Linked DNA regions of Gasterosteus aculeatus: regions 1 and 3 are each linked to region 2. Evidence: chromatin contacts called from public Hi-C data. All regions are on one chromosome and are shown on one strand. The core of a region is the stretch at or near the end of the contact, and the rest is flanking DNA. Distances in the headings are between cores, read along the strand shown.

Region 1 (2,998 bases), core at 354-2,853, 260 kb after region 2:
TTTCTGGTAACTTGAGCGTCTCTAAAGTGATGTCCTCTCCGTGTGGGCCACATTGGTCCAGTTCACCCCAGTGAGTAACCACAGGGAGGGAATGCACGTTATCACAAAACATAGTCGACACAACTCTCATAATGGTGAACATTACAAATACCTATATAGACATACACTGGCATGGACATTATCTATATATCAAAAAGGAAAATATACGGCCAAATATTCCATGTTTTCAAACCCTGATGTCATAAAGAACGAGTTTGAAACAGGCGTGCGATGCTTGAATAGTTTCGGTCTACAAAGAGTCATCCCAAGTGGATCTCCACGTGATGCAGGACAAGCCTTAAAGCGCGTATTAAAGAACTTTCTTTCCTTAACTTTCCTTCTATAACTCACAATGTTTTTTAAACGGGTCACAAAATTACACTCGCCACGCATCCTGACAAGACCGGGAGGAGCACCGCGTACATTTTGCCCATTTTCCACGATGTAGAGCCGAGACACGATCTGAAATCACCCTCGCAGTCCACTCGGGGCTGGTCCTCCGCACCGGGCTTATCCCCGAAGCCACTGCGGAAATCCGACGCGGAATCACAGACACATTATTCTGTCTTTAACCTTCACAGTTTACGCTGCAAGAAGAACCAGCACAACCCGGGTATGCAGCCCGCTCTCTCCCTCTCTCTCTCTCTCTCTCTCTCTCCCAGGCTTATAGTGAAGGGCATGGATGATATAGAGCAGCATGTCAATGACGGGTCCCAAGTTAAGATAAATAGAAGGTCATTAAAATGCTCCGCAATTCTGCTCTTTTTAAGCCTCCGATCCAAATGGGCAGGCTGGGCAGGAAACCCGCCCGAGCGCCGGAGAGCGCAGAGCGGGCAGAGCGCGCATGGCGCAGCTAGAACAGGTGCAACACGCCTCCCGTCACCTGGCTGGTGCAGTGGCAACCCTTCACACACGCACAAAAACCCAGAAGCTTTTGCCCCCCCACCACCACCACCACCACCCCCCCTCCCGTGTCTGTCTGTGGGAACGAATTCCGTGAAAAAGCTCATTTCCTTACCTGTAATCTTCGCAGATATCACTTCACAGCCGCAGCCGCAGCGACACTGCGGATAAGAGGCACGTCCAGAGAGGAGCGTTCCCCCCAAACTCCGTTCACTCTCACCCCCACCCACCCCCTTAAAAAAAAAGAAGATAAAAAGAGAGAAACGCTTAGAATAATGTTATATCCTTGATCAAACGGCTTGTCCGCTTTTAAATCCCGAGTGAGAGGTGGAGTTTAGAAGGCGATCCCTGCACAGGCGAAAGACATAGCGGCAGACCTCCAGCCCCGCGTCCCCGATCAGCAGCACCTCGCTACGCCGCTCCGAGCGCTCTGAGACCGGCCAACCGCGCCTCCCATTCCCCGGCGAGGGCGCACTCTGTACGCCGCTGCAAAAAGCCGCTGCGCCGCGCGGGCTTCCCGCTGGAGGCTGTGCGTGTTCGCGCGTGCACGTGCGAGTGTGCGCGTTGGGTCGAGAGCGCGTGTGTGCATAGATGTGACTCCGTGCGGTGCTCCTGCTCAACTGAGCCGCCGAGGGTGCTGCAGCGGAGTGAGAGTGGGAGAGAGGGGGATAGAGCGCGCGGGAGGGACGACGAGGGGGGGCGGCGGAGGGAGGGAGCGAGAGAGAGAGAGAGAGAGAGAGAGAAGGATGCTGCAACATCCTGCGTTTGGGTTTAATTTTTGGTCTTTGGCAAAACACCTAAATAGGCTCGGAGCGCATTACTGGGCAATAAAACCCCGCGTTAACATAATCGCGTGTATTATCTATGTCGTCCAAAAGGCGGGGACGCAATGACTTTAGATCTCTGGAGCACTTTTAAAAGAAGTTGATTTTCAAGATAAATTGCTGCGCCCCTTTGGTGGATGCGTTTCACCGAAAAGAAAACAAGAAGATGACAGATAGGAGCTCAAAAAGAGCGCGTGCTTTTGGTGAAGGAGCATTCGTCCCGTTGAGAATGGGATTTGGCAATGCCAAAAGGGGGAATTTACACAAATGAGCTACAATGCAGGGTGGAGATGATCAGATCATAGGATTTGAATATCTAATCGCAGGATCATTTAAAGATGGAGATCGGGCAACAGAGGAACACAATTACGACACTTGCACAGTTGTAAGGGATTTAGCTTTGATTAACTTTTAACATGCTTTGGGGGGTCTATTCCCCACCCCTGCCATATTTTAAGCAATTAATATTCCAAACAGGCCTAATTAGGTAATATTTTCTTTTAACGAAGTAAGCCAGTAGGGAGTAAATAGCGCTCTCCTGATCTACCATTAAAAAAATAATCCATCAAGGTCGACCTAATATTGCGCAATATTCCTTTCATGTTGAAAAATGAATGTGAAGCACTTGAGTCGGTGATGGGCTGTGCGGTTGGGAGAAAGAAGGGGATGATGGGGGGTCGGGGGGGGCAGCAAAAGACTCAAAGAAAACAACTGCAACTTTGTAAAAAAAAAATGTTTCACGCGCCCCCTGAACGTTTATCCTGAATCCCTCAGGGGAAGCAGCCTGCGCTCCGGGGCGGTTTCGGAGGGGAGGGAGAGTGTGTCCCTGCTGCAGCATCCTAATCCCCCTTCCAGAAGGGGTTCCTCGCTGTGAAACACTGCCTCAGAGCCCCACCTACAGGCCAGATCAACTTCACAGCCAGCGAGGAACACAAGCCCGGACGAGACGACGATTCGGTGCAGTGCAAAACGTTTACACTTAGAATAAACCACCGTAAACACATTTTATGCGACAGAAATACACAAAACGAGGCCGAAACGTGACGTCAGAGGCAGAAAAGGTGACACAGTGAGCCGCCGCCTCTGAACCAACGGTGTGTGCAGCGTGATGGAAGCTGGTAGAGCTTCCAGAAACAATACGGGAACGGAGGTCATTCTATGCGGTTTGACGTTAAGGTCGTCGGTCTTTTCAGGGGGGAGGGAGGAAGACGCTATATATTTTTCGACATGTA
Region 2 (3,191 bases), core at 361-2,860:
ACATTTATACACATATAACGTTTATCAGCACTCCTTAGGTTGAACTCATTCAAACAGTAATTTCTTAGTGCATGAGTTAGTAGCAGCAGGCCAGTTTAAATGCAGTAAGTTTCTCTTTTTCATTCCTTACAGATGACTTAAGTGTGGCATTATAGTCTGACCGAGGGCTGAAAAGCTGAACTATTATGTATGAATGTCGAGAATGGGTTGAACGCTATTTTTCAAAACAAATTCCATGTAAAAACCTACAATGCCGTGACGCATTGAATACATAATATTTAGTGTATAATCATAAGAAATAAGATATGCTTTTGTCCACTTAGTTATCCAGGATTCTATTAATACATAGTCAGTGTAGACGTTACATTATGGGGGCAGATGTGTTGGGGATAACTTCAACTGATCCACGGTGGGAAGCTGACATGTGGATCATTCATTTCAAACAGGTACTCTCCCATACGCGATTGGCAAATGTTGTTATCCACCAATGCAGAACTATGAAGTATAAAAGGGTTCGAATTGTGTCACTAACAGCAACCGGACTTGTTTACATGCAATATCCCCTGTAACAACTGCACCGAATGTGCTGCCTGTGGGCAACGGGATGCTGCGCGCCTCGATAATAACATTGTCGTTTAATCCAATCCACGGCGTACCAGCACACCGATTCCCCATCGGCCAGCATGAGCACATTGTAACCCACGTATATTTATTATATACGCAACGTCGCTGCTCGTGCAGCGCAGTAACGTTTAGTAGACGCGCCGGTCGGGCTGACAACAAACTAGCAAACAGAGCTAAGCTAGCGCCGTCCTGCATTCGCGCTAATGCGCTAGCTAGCTAGCTAGCCAGCTAACCGTCACGGCGGTGAAGCTTCGGTCATCTGAATGGACGTTAGCTACGGTCGTGAGCGGCGACGGCTTCCCTCGCGTCCGGACATCGGACACAAAACGTGAATTCGGTGCGCGTGCGAGGGTTCTGCGGCGGACCCCCCTCGGTTAGCACGGCGGCTAGCGCGAAACCCGCGCAATACGAAACAAAAACAAGCGAGGCCCGGGCGGCCTGCGCTACTTCATCCGCAGCTATTCTACTCTTCGCGAGCTTGTTGCCGATACGCGCCTAGAATACGATTCCGCGCGACAGCGAGGGGGGGAGAAAAAAAAGAAAAGAGCCGCAAATGTATCAAAAAACCGCGTCCACGGTCAACATCACAACAATCGTCATCTTTCAAACCCCCCCACAACGCTGCCGGGTTCGATGATGCGGCTGCGCCGGGGCTGAAATAGATGGAGATTGCGCGGTAGGGCACTAACCTCAGAGCGGCTGCGCTACTTCGGGCCTGCGCCGTGCAGTGGGGATGGAACAGAGCTCTAATGGAGGACGGAGGGGGAGCGAGGCGGCAAACACAGCGAGCACACAACGCTGAGTGGCGCTGGTGATGCCTTCAGGTGCTCGTCCCGAGCTTCTCTGTCGCACGGTCACGATGCATGCACATACGCGCACGCACGCACACGCCCGCTCACACATACATACATACATACATACATACATACATACAATTGTGCGTGCATTTTTGAAGACCCACTTTTGGTCAAAAGACAGCAGTAAAACATTATGCGCATCGGTTGTTTATGGTTTCCGTCTCACCAGAAAGACACAAGCTGGTACAACTGAATACATGCATTAGAATTATGCATGGTGTTTTAATTACACAATTATTTTACCCATACTGAAAGTTGCACCAAGAAATTAAAAACAATGGTCTTGATAGTATTGGCAGTTGCTTCAAAGACAATGTAATATTCATGTAATATTGAGTAAAAAAAAAATCTATATATTAACCTATTTTTGTAAATTGGCCTTCATTTAATGCACACGTAGGGTTTTACATAATGCATTGACACATTAAAAGGGGTATCATATGCTTCCCGCTCCTATCGGGGTGATTCATCCGTTTTATTGAATCAAGTGCATCATTAATACAAAATTAATAGTGAGTCATATTTCCGATAGTTATTGAACGCCACATGATATCCAGGAAACCACGCCCCTTTCCACTGACACAATGAACCCAACTGAGGCCTGTTTGTTGCCCCAAACTTCCATTGCTGTCCACTCACCTGCTCATTGGGCTCAATGACAAGACGAAAACGAAAAGGGTGGAAGTTATTTTATGTTGCCTTAGTGTTAATACAGATTAATGCCCAACGTGGGAAAACGTCACTACCAACAAAGAGCAACGATCAAAACAAACTGTTCAATTACTCCAATTAGCAACACCTGCGTCATTCAGGGAGAGTGCGTCACTTTCTACCTGACGCCGTTTATTTCTCCAAGAGGTTAGTATCATTTCTGTCCTAAAACATTCAAACAATAGATAGACTAGGACACACGTATTGAAGGGATGAAAAATAATGTGTACTGTCTCTAATAGGACCTTTCCACAAGGCATGTTATTCTCCGGTGCATAACTCCGCTAGAGCTAAAAGTGTTTAATCAAACTGTAAACTGTAAAACCCTACCATCATGCAGATTATAATATTGTTTAAACTGTTTTAGAGAAATGTTATTGGATGCTCCAGTTTGTGCTGCTTTATAAAAATAGATTTGTATTAGCCTACCTTTTTGAATGGGTTTGCCAAAAATAATACAAACGTGTGTGTGTGTGTGTGTGTAATATAATATATATATATATATATAATCTCAACACAACGCAAGCGCAACACTTCAGCCTCCAATTGAATCATAAAGTTGAATCACATTTCTCATCGTTGAAACAGTTGAAACAAATGGCACATTAGGATTTATTTCAGGACGTTTGTATGAGACTGAATTAGTTTTGGCCCTCTGCACCTAATAAACTGGCCACTCAGTGTCAAATGATATTTAGGTCTATCGAAAAAAAACTCAGAAAAGTATTTCGAATAGGCCTAATTTTCATCTTCTCTTACAGCTTTGCGTACCGGATAGACAATCGGTCCCTACATGTGGAAGGTAAAAGTCGCTCAAACTCCTTGCAACTCTATAATGCACAATAGCATGTAAGGCGTTTCTGTATTCATCAAGGACTAAACTCATCCCTGACATGGGTCTGTAATAGTTGCAAAACTAAAGTAAACCCTCGTGCCCTGACAACATAAACCTTACTCACTTTCTACTTTGAACAGAACACCGAGGCCCGAAGGCGACCG
Region 3 (2,929 bases), core at 415-2,914, 150 kb after region 2:
CCTACTCCTGCTGCTTCCACTGATATCCCCTTTCACAACATGACATTTCTTTAAACAGGCACCATCTTTCACCCTGATTTCACCCGACTTCAGCTCTCCGTTGTTCTTTCGCTCTCGCTCGCTCTGCCTCCTGCTTGGCTCGCGATCCTGATCTCCAAGGACCTGAAGTCTGCGTATATCAAAGCCTCGCACACTTTCTCTGGGAACCATTGTATGCTCTCGGGTCAGTTGTAAAGGAAAGAACAGAAGGCGAATAGGAGAAAGGCGGAAAGGAAGACAACCGATCCAGCAGGTGGGGTTATCTAATACGCACGCTCGGGTGGGTCCATTTGAGGCGCTGTGTGTACGAGCGCTGTACACAGCATGTGCTTGCATTTAAACGTATGTGAAGACGTGCGTGTTTCAGATCACCGCCGCCGCATATGAAGGAAGTGTCAATTACCGAGCACAGTTACAGGGCAGAGAGTCAACGGCAAAGGCTGAATATAGAGTTTTATTGTGCTGGGACAGATCCATATTGACTGGGGAGCAGAGGGGCTTTCTGTCGGGGCGGTGGGGGGGGGGGGTATTATACCACTTTCTGACCACCAATAAAACAAATGGGTCACGGGGGAGTGCACCGCACGTCCGCAAGCACGCAACGCAGGCTCACTGGGACTGGAGGAAAACACTAAATTCAAAGTCCAGTGGACCTATTTGGACACTAATTGGCAAAAGTATTTATTAGCAGATCTCCTCTGTATTCTTTATTTTTCAAATAACACAGCGGTGTCATCCAGGGTTTGCAGACGACTTTATCGCTCCTGATATCAAACTCATGATGCATCACGCTAAAGGAACTGCAATATAAAACCAGATACAGTGTGTATGACGCTGACGGAATACATTTAAATAAGAAGCTGTTTATTGAGGATTTTTATAATACAAAAACAATAACTTCCGACACATAAACATGAGCAATACCTTAATTCCCTTGATTAAAAACAGCAGCGTTTTTTTTTTTTTTTTTTTTTAATAAAACAACTAATCCGAGTTTCAGTCAGCTGCAGTGATTATTAATATATTTTACAGTAATTTTTCATCAGCTTAAAATCATTTAGGCAGCTACAGTGGTGCTAGCCAATATTATCTGATTTCTTTTCAACAGTAATAAAGTGGATTAGCTGCTCTATGCTAAATGGATTACAATGCTAATCTCTGCTATCACATTAGCACTACACAATAGACATTCACTGGCAGACAGACTTTGATTAGCCTCTGAGTAGTGGGAAGGTGGGAGATGCATTGCGCCCTCACATTAATGCACACATGCAAATGCGTGTTGTGTTCACACATACTATCGCGTGTAAAAAAAAAGAAAATTAAAAACCTTGGCATTTCACTTTCTCTTTCACACAATTGCACACACACAGGCTGTCTGGCCGGGTCTACTCTTATGGTAATGTAGGATGCTCTGGGGAGGGTGGCAGGAGACGGGTGCTTTTGACTCACAGAGCACACTTCCTCAGCCCTGCAGAACGTGTGTAGTAAACATAGCTTTGTGTGCGTCTTGATCCGTATGTGAGTGCATCTGTGGGAGAAACCCTTGTTCTACCTCGGATCATACAGAGGAAATCCTAGCCCTCCATAGAGCGACCACCCTGGTCCATGAACTGTATCCGCCCAGTGGCGGTGGGATGTAACTACACAACACAATCACAGAGGAGGGAAATACAGACTGTGGCAGTGGATGTGATCTCAACTGCGGCGGAGACACAAACACTCAGAGAAAATAGCATTCACGCAGTGGCTTTTAAGCTAATTAGACCATTAAAGTAGAACACAATGTGATGGCAGTGCTGACACTGAGAGCTGATGAGTTAAATAACAGTTTTAGCGTTACAGCTCAGAAAAACAACAAAAGCGACCCCGTGTGCAGATGGTAATTCTGCTTTGAGTCGAAGAAAGAAAAACTAAAATGCTGAAAGTGACTGTCTCCCTCTGTCCATGTGGCTAACCTCTAGCAGAAGGTGTGATACAGAAAGGGAAGCCATTCCGGTGTGAGAACCACAGGAGTACCCTCTCTCTGTTTCCTGGTGTTGGCACGGTGCACCGCGAGGCACACGGAAATGTCCTGCACCTCGCATCCTGCATGGAATCAGTATCGGAGCAGGTGGAGTCTTCATTTCTTCAAATACACTTTTTCTCATGAAACTGCCGGACCGTTGCCTAAATTGCTCATCAAATGAAGCAACATTTCATTTTTTTGTACCCTCAGTTACACACCTGAGCACTGATGCTGAAACTACTTCCCATCAAGAGATGAGATGGATTTCAGCCCGGTCAACCCTTAACATGAAGCATACTGCGGTCTATGCGTTTATGCCAATGGTGGGTGTGGCTGAGCAGTCGAACCGACCCCCATCTGGACGAGGCCACATTGGGGAAATAGCATACTGACAGTATTCTTCTGGAAACGTACAATAACTGAACGGTTGCCAGTCACACAGAGTTGCAGTCTGTTAAGCATGGCAGCCGCACTCACACACCATGGCCCGAAACGCACGCGCCGTGACCAACATGCTACCGGTGGAAGCCAGAATAAGCTGCTGACTACAGCATCACTGTGGTCAGACAGAGGCCTACACGAACACACAGTGAGGTGAGCGGGCCGGAGCGGAATGCCGCCCAAAGTCACTCTTCAGCATGCTGGGAAACTCAAATTACCACAACATTTGTGTGAGGAATTCCATCAAATCCACGAAATAAAACGGACGGGCAAAACCAGTGTGAGTGGCAGCCGTTCTGCATCCAGAAAGAAGAGTCGTGAACCTTTTCCTGCTGGATGTGCACATGGTGAGCGTTGTTACCAAAAATAACTTCAAAGAAGAAGACGTAAAAAGGTTATTTTGCCACTTCAGTACTAAAGGAGCTGCGCTTAATGTTTAAC

What was found. A called contact is a pair of places that touch in the nucleus more often than the background predicts.
Region 1: a Hi-C map of skeletal muscle shows a contact between it and region 2, with 18 times the contacts expected there. The contact joins the promoter of plxna4 here to the promoter of nrf1 in region 2. A contact is called at or near these places in 3 of 6 Hi-C or Micro-C datasets (skeletal muscle and whole body).
Region 3: a Hi-C map of skeletal muscle shows a contact between it and region 2, with 2.8 times the contacts expected there. The contact joins the enhancer-like site here to the promoter of nrf1 in region 2. A contact is called at or near these places in 2 of 6 Hi-C or Micro-C datasets (both in skeletal muscle).

The regions. Positions count from the first base shown.
Region 1 is chr4:31,039,890-31,042,887 of fGasAcu3.hap1.1, forward strand. plxna4 (plexin A4) reads right to left here and starts at 1,604. Exons shown (of 32, transcript XM_040175345.2): 1 at 1,058-1,604.
Region 2 is chr4:30,783,976-30,787,166 of fGasAcu3.hap1.1, forward strand. It overlaps nrf1 (nuclear respiratory factor 1), which reads right to left and starts at 1,611. Exons shown (of 12, transcript XM_040175364.2): 1 at 1,314-1,611.
Region 3 is chr4:30,935,902-30,938,830 of fGasAcu3.hap1.1, forward strand. All of the region lies in intron 3 of plxna4 (plexin A4), which reads right to left. Among protein-coding and RNA genes, the nearest start is that of plxna4, 100 kb to the right of the region's middle. Within about 2 kb of position 1,665, at least 4 of the 9 cell types and tissues checked have open chromatin away from gene starts, as enhancers often do.